Linked DNA regions of Gossypium hirsutum: region 2 is linked to region 1. A link is a contact called in public Hi-C data. All regions are on one chromosome and are shown on one strand. The core of a region is the stretch at or near the end of the contact, and the rest is flanking DNA. Distances in the headings are between cores, read along the strand shown.

Region 1 (3,847 bases), core at 994-3,493:
CAAGGCCTTATGAGATATTTTAACCTAGTATAAAAATATGAATATTTTAATTATATAAGTACGAATATTTGTTTAGTATTTGTTTAAATATTAGGCAACTAGTGAGTCAATTTTTACTTCTATTCTGCTTTGCATGCAAAAATCACGTGAGAATAATTATACAAAGTATATTAATATAATCCATGAATTGTTTTATTAACCAATTTGCTCGAAAAAAATTACAAGTTTAGAAACGAATATACTATACTTAGGACATCAGATCCAACAAGATATTGGTGGAACTATTGGTATGAGTTTTGCTACTAGGGATTTTGTTGGTTTTGATTTTGAGGGTTGGTTTGGTTTTGTGAGTTTGTGCTTTGGTTCCCATGCAAGGAACCTGGGTGTTGGGTTGTTCTAGTTTGGTTATTATTTGGTCGTGTCATGACCAGCGAGATCTTTAACTTGATCATTGACGATATTAAAATCAGTGCTAGTAGGATCACTTATACCTGGATGCGAGATGCTAGTTCACGCTCACAGCACCGATTGTTAACCAGTGAAGTGAACAAGGGAGAAAGATGGTGGTTTGGGTGAATGAGGAAGAGGTGAAGCCCGATGGAATTATTTGTGTTTAAGGAATGTTCTTTGGAGTGCTTCTAGTTGGTTTCTACGCGAGTCTATGAGCTGTTTGCATGACCTTTTTATATAGTGAGGACAAGCTCAACTTTGTGTCCTAAGATCATTGATGTGGAAAAATGATTTAATACCGTTGACAGTGATTGTGATGTGACTACCTAAGATGAGACATATTTGGGTAACTAGCAATCAATTATTTAAGGTCTCCACATGGTCCTCATTTAGCTTTAATGAAGGTGCGTAGTTTAAATAATTCACGAACTAACTATGGATTTGTGGTATTATTATTAATTCTATTAGAAGACACATGTTAAACTCTTAATAATTGCATTGTGAAATTCAAAAATTACGCTGCAAGAATAACAATATTCACAATATTTAATTTTTAAATCTCAAACAGAATCGAATACCAAACTCATCAAGAAATATAAATATATAAATATAAGAAAGATAAGATGTTATAATTAAAAATAAATAATACTAGACAATTGTCATGCTTCGAATTCTGAGTCCGACTCAAGTAAACTAATAAAGGGTTTATATGCCTATAGTCCCTGAAGTTTTAAAAAATTAGGAATTAAATCTTTATAATTATTTTTACTTTTCATATTTTAAAATTCAAATTTAACTGTTAACACAGTTAAATTTTTACTAAATTTATTTATCTGACATTTTAAAATAAAAAACTCAATATAATTTAAAATTTAATAATATTAATAGTTAAATTTAAATTTTAAAATCTAAAAATTAAAGAGATTAAAATTTTAAAAGTAGAATTACTGTTGGCAGATTTCAACCAATAATAAAATATATTTTATCATTGTAGACTCGAACCGACCTAAGGGTGGACATATTATTTTGATGAATCCTGACTTGAATAAAAATATTAATTTTCAGGCTCGACCTGACCATATTTTTCGACTCATTTTTATTTTCGTTTATGCATAATGTTTGAATCCGAGATGATTATTGGACTCCCCGTTATTTCTCATAATTTGATCTATAATATTGGGATCCCAGTTAAAACCCAGGATCATATCACCAATAGCAAAAATTATGCTTTAAAAAGAACCCAGAATTTACAAATCAAAGACAAAATGAAATGGGTTTTCATTTACTAGTATAAAAAAAGAAGGGTTTTTTTTTTTAATTTACAACTGTTTCAGAGCAATGATTTTAGAAAGAAGAAAGAAAGAAAGTGAGAAGTTATCAAGCAGAGAAGGCTCCATTGAAAGCTGCAATACCAATCTGGGTCTTTGGTTCAAAAGCCAACTGGATAGCCTCAATTCTTTGCTGCCCAAATTTTATCTTCACTTTCTGACCCAACTTTGCTACCCAAGAAACCAAGTCAATCTCTTCTTGCTTGTTCCTCGAAACCCTTACCCTCCTTTCGTAATCCTCAGCAACAAGCAAAGCAATATCTGCCATATCTATAACTCTCTGGTTATTGGTTAGGTTAAACTCTGAATAAAGAAAGTGGTGTGAGATGTTCGAATGGATATTGGAACTACGGAGAAAAAGACGTTGATGATTGAAGTATTTATACGAGAAAAAGACCGAATGGATAAGAGTGAGAGGCACAGGTGGGTGGTTTAAGTGGGGCTGTAGTTTAAAATATTAAAACGTGGGGAGACTCAGGGATTGGCTGGTGTTGGTGGTTTTCAGGGATGGGTAAGTGGGCATAGTGGCAAAAATAGTAAAGTCGGTTTTCAAAATCCTATGGACTGACTTAGGGAATGACATGTATGTAGTGGTTACATAGGCTTTTAAGGGAGAAAAACAATGATCGCCCGCTGAAAGTTGAAAATCGAACGCTATGAAAAACGTGAATTTGGGATATGCTCTAGAGTTCTCAATAGCCAGATCGGGTCGGTTCAATTAAAACAATTAGGTACGTTTTTTTAAGTTTGGGTTTAATTTAGACTGAAAATTAAATTTAAAATTTTATCTAAATTCAACCTGAATAAAAATGTTAAAATTCGAGTTTAATTTGATCCATCTGTATTAAAATTTTATATTATTTTGTTATAGAAAAATCAGTTTTAAAAATATAATACATTAAATACACTAAAAATATTAAAATAAATGTTTTTCGACAAATAAAAAATTTTAAAAATACTTAAATAACACTATGATAAGTGCAACTTAGCAAGTAAATACATCTAAAATAATTACAAAATTAATAATAAAACAACAATTATACAATACTCAAACAATAACAACAAAATAGTAGCAATATAATAACGAAATGATAGCAAAACAATGAAAAAACAGTGGCAAAACAATAAAAAATAACAGCAATTTTTTTCTTTTACAAATTCGGACCGGGCCTGGGCCAAAAAAGCTTATTCGAAGCCTAGACTATTTATAAAATGGACATTATTTTTTGTTTAAGCCCATTTTTTGAGCTTATATTTTTACTCAAACCCTTCCACTTTTCGAGCGAGCCCTCAGACCGGACCTATGGACAAGTATAATATGCTCAACCTTTTTCAAATGTTATTATCTATATATCTATACTAATAATAAAATTCATGAGTTGTAAAAAGTTAATTGGATATCAAATTAATTAGTTGGGGAAATTATATATGTTATTGAATGTTAGTGACTTTTATTTATATTATTTGTTAAGTTCTTGATTGGGTTGATGTCAACTTTAACCTTCTTTTATCATTAAAAAAAGTGATATCATACGAGAGACTTTAATATTTTAATTTTAACTAAAATGAAATAAAATATGCATATGATATAATTTGAACCTGCGTCAATTGCTAGATTATTAAAACCTTAAATTTTCACTCAACTAAAGCTTCATTTTTATATATTGTAATACATTTTTGTTTCATCGTTTATTGTATATTACTTTTAAACAAGCATATGAGTTTTAAGTCTGTGGTTTTCATACGCATACATGTCTGATAGAATTCTAGTATTATGTAAATTTTTTCAAAAGTGACCCTTAAAAAACTACATCATAAAATCCTTTTAAAAAAAACTTCAAGTTTATTAAACTATTAGTAAGTTTATATTTTGGTCATTTAATTTTTAAAAATTATAAAATAGTCACTAAATTATTCGAATGTTTTCATTTAAATCACTGGATTATTAAGACTTTTTTCTTAAAGTCCACCCAATAAGTTTCAAGTGACAATTCAATGATCGGTACGGTGAAACAGTACCCAATGACGAGTAGAAAAAGTATCTCAAATTGGTCGATGTTGGAGATTGA
Region 2 (3,847 bases), core at 503-3,002, 65 kb after region 1:
CTAAGTTCCATTTTCTTGATCATGATATTCCATTTTCTCCTCAAACACCATTGACTTCAAAACCCACAATTGATACCCTAAAAACATTGCTATAAAATCCCATAATTCAAAATGATTTCTAAACCCATAACTTGAAGAGATTGAAAACCCATCATAACTAGAAATAAATCATTAAGTGATCTAACCCTAGACCATAAGAATAGTAAACTAAAAAATGTCTTTTTTCATCCATCTCAAACTCAAAAACTAGTAAGGATAAATATTCAATTATTGTTATTGTGGGTTGAGAGCTTTAACATGCAACTTCAACGCTTTGTGGAATAAGAGAAGAAAATTTTTTGGATTAATATTCGTCTTCTTTTTTGTTTTTTGTTGAGAAATTTTTATTTGGGTATTATGATTTGTGAGATGAGAATGAGTAGTAATACAAGATTTATAGTTTGTGAAATTACTGTTTATAAAGTTTGGGGCTTATGGTGGATATAACTTTTTTTTATGTTTAAATTGATGTTGAATTATGAGATTATATCTCGATTGTTAAATTTGTTGAAAATTGTTTGTTGGGAAATTATTGATGTTTGAAGTTTTTATTGAAGTTGCGTAAAAGTAATTGAGTTTATTGTTGAAATAGGTTTAGTACTGTTGTTAATTTATATTTCGTTTTTTGAGAAGAGCGAAACAACAAAACAATGGAACGTTATTGTTTAATTCATCAACACAATATGTTACTAACAAAGAATAGGCAATTGGGAATTAACAACAATCAGCCACAACAATTGGCTAATAATAAGGAATTCTAAACTATGCAAATGGAAGCTATGCGGTTAAAAAAGAAGACGATGAGATACCTGTCAACCATCTCAAAAAAGAACTATTATATTTGTCACTTGGATTATGCTTTTGTTATACATTTTCTGTTAGCAATTTGGTTTAATATTACCAAAGATTTTGATTAATGGCATATTATGCATTGATGTGAACATTGGAATGTGCTATGGAATTTTTCAATTTATTGCATTGGTGTAAACTCTCATTCCCTACATTATCTGCTTCCCCCTCTTAGTAAGTCTTGCTAGTATCTATTGGTTTGGTTGAAGTAGGTGGGGAATGGTCTATTGAAATACCTTATTCAGTTGAAGGAGTTGATCACTGTAACGAAGTAGTTTTTGTTTTGTATAGAGAGACAATAAAAAAACCCTACACATACATACATATCAGGTGTTATTTATGCAAGTCAAACAATGAAAACAATCATCATTTACCTCAACATATGTTGTTGCATTCAATGGTTTTGCTGGAGACTTGTTTCTAGAGGATAATATCCCACAATCCTACAAAGTTTTGAATCAATTCTATAGGAACATGTGAAGAGGGTCTAACTTGTTTTTGGAGGCTTACCTAAACTATAATTCTTGCTAGCATCAATGCTATTGTTGAAGTTGTAGGATCTAGTTCTACCAAAGTTGATACACTTGTTGGTGGAGTTACAGGTACTGAAGGAACTGGAGTTGATGATGCTATATGAGAAGTAAGAATTGTTGTTTCTAAGGGAAACAAATAAAATATAGTTAAATGAAAATAGAACAAAGAAAACATTTGTTTTGGTTGAGAAGCACTTACAGTAGATTTTGAACATTTCCAAAAATTGTGTTGTACTTCAAAGCATTAATGATACCTTATCTTCCTTCCCCTCCTAGATGGTTTGGCACCACCACTTTATTCACCCTCCTTTAATCTATACATATATATTGAATTAAAGTCCAAAGTATCTTCCTCATGCTACATATGGCGCACACCCTCGTTCATTTTTTTCATTTTCTTTTTACATTTTATAAAAGTGGTTAATTTTCAATATTGGTCCTTTTAATATGCTTAAATTTTGGATTTATCCTTATACTTTAATTTCTAACATAATTTGGTCTCTATGTTGTTAAAATTTTATTAATTAGTTTAATATTTTTATAATGTAATTAATTACTTCAAATAGATAATATCGTTAACTTTTCAATTAAAATGTTATGTGATTATATATACTTTGAAAGTAGATTTATAAATCCAAAAAGCAAAGAGACCAAATTCTTAAAAATAAAAGTAAGAGAACTAAATTCCAAATATATGAAGTGTAGAAATCTAGAGTCACGGTTGTTTGAACCAATCAAGGTATCGGTCTAAAGAGAAGCATCAAAGTAGTTAACATGCAAACCAGTACAGACCGGTTGAGCTAAGTTAAAAAAACGATTAAAGTGGTTTTTATTTTTAAATACTTTTTAATGATTTATTCAATTGACCCAGTGGCCTAATTAGTTCGACCACTGGTTCAGTTTTGAAAATCCTACTTAGAGTATATTTTAATTTTTAAAATTTTACTCTATAATATAAAAACAAATAATCAACCCAACATAAAATGTGAATAGCTTTAATTGTTGCCATGGATTTTACTTTTAATTGGGGCTGAAGTGAAGGCATGTTTGTTTTCGTCCAAAATCTCTCACTAGGTACAATAATGAAGATATAACCATACAAGATTTTTTTTCTTTTTTTTTATGAATTACAAAAAAAAAAGGAAAACTCTAACAACAAGCCATTAACACGATTCAAATCTATACTACACCTGAGACAATAAACATCCTAACTATCAGGTAAATAGAGTAGATTCAATACTTTTATTACACTAACAACGCTTCACTTATAAAAGATGTGACATGATGCAACCAAATTTTGTTCCAGCATTTAATGCCTAAACCCCGCGAATACATCAAGTCAAACATCGTCAAAAGTCTAGTTATTTACTTTTACTTGCATTTTCCACATAAAAACGCCGCTAAACATAAATGTTCATTTAAGCTGCCCTTTTGTTTCAGTGACGTTTTCAAGTGCAATCGTCGCTAAAACCTTCACTATACCCAACACCATCGTCCTTCCTCCCAAAACACAAACCCCAAATTTAATTTCAAATCCTAACGCAGCGACGGCTCTATATCTCCATCCGGTTGTCTCTCCCCCTCCGGTTCTCTTTACCTCAATATCTGTTGTGTTTTAACAATTTCATAAGTTGATTTCTTCCACAAGCCAAAATTTTAGCATTTTAAAGTAGTAATGGGTAACGATCGTAGGATTTTAGCATTTTAGCATTTCCTCCCATAAGTTGATTTCTTCCACAAGCCAAAATTTCATAAGAATGGTCGGATTTTGTAAACTGTAATGATCGTAGTTTCGTATACTGTAACTTGGAGAAATGGAGCTTATTATGGTTTTAGCATAAGATAAATCTCTAACGTGGTTCAGACTCGACTGATTAAGCTTTACTGTCTACTTTTCATTGCTTTGCAAAAGATTTTTGAATCATCTGAGCTTGTTTAGTGTTTTGTATGTTCAATCATGCTTAATTTACGGTCATTTTATAATTAGAACTGTGGCTTCTATTCCGGGTCTGAAATCTGCATTTTTCACCTCTGCAATAAGAACAAGTTTTACGTTTTGCTCAGTGATTGTCTCTATTATCTGCCAATTATTTGATGAAATGCATTCTTATGTTTAACTTTCTTGCAATTCTCTACACAAAAACATCTGAATTTTCTCTATTCTCCAGCATTTGTATAACTTTTGGCTTCAATTATACCGAAACTGATAGAATCACTTTTCTCGGAAACTTGCAATGTCTTGGTTCCATAATTGATTGTGTATGTTTTGCATCTTTCTTACCATCTGACATCTAATCAAGTGGCTTAGATTTCTTAAGCATCTTACTTCCTCCTAGAACCCCATCTTGGACTCATTGACCAAGAGTGTTCACTTCATTCCCGATATGTGGGATCGATCCGCTGCATAGCCTGTGTGATAACTTAGA

Evidence for each region. Hi-C and Micro-C count contacts between places; a contact is called where the count stands out from the background.
Region 2: a contact with region 1 is called in a Hi-C map of leaf, with 2.5 times the contacts expected there. The contact joins the promoter of LOC107941232 here to the enhancer-like site in region 1. A contact is called at or near these places in 11 of 34 Hi-C or Micro-C datasets (callus, hypocotyl and leaf).

The regions. Positions count from the first base shown.
Region 1 is chrD03:6,337,103-6,340,949 of Gossypium_hirsutum_v2.1, forward strand. No RefSeq gene overlaps it. Among protein-coding and RNA genes, the nearest start is that of LOC107950383, 11 kb to the right of the region's middle. Within about 2 kb of position 2,244, at least 8 of the 9 cell types and tissues checked have an H3K27ac peak or open chromatin away from gene starts, as enhancers often do. A contact at or near this core is called in leaf, where this site is marked.
Region 2 is chrD03:6,402,999-6,406,845 of Gossypium_hirsutum_v2.1, forward strand. LOC107941232 (glutathione hydrolase 1) reads right to left here and starts at 1,753. Exons shown (of 7, transcript XM_041089682.1): 1 at 1,621-1,753. The coding sequence starts at 1,636.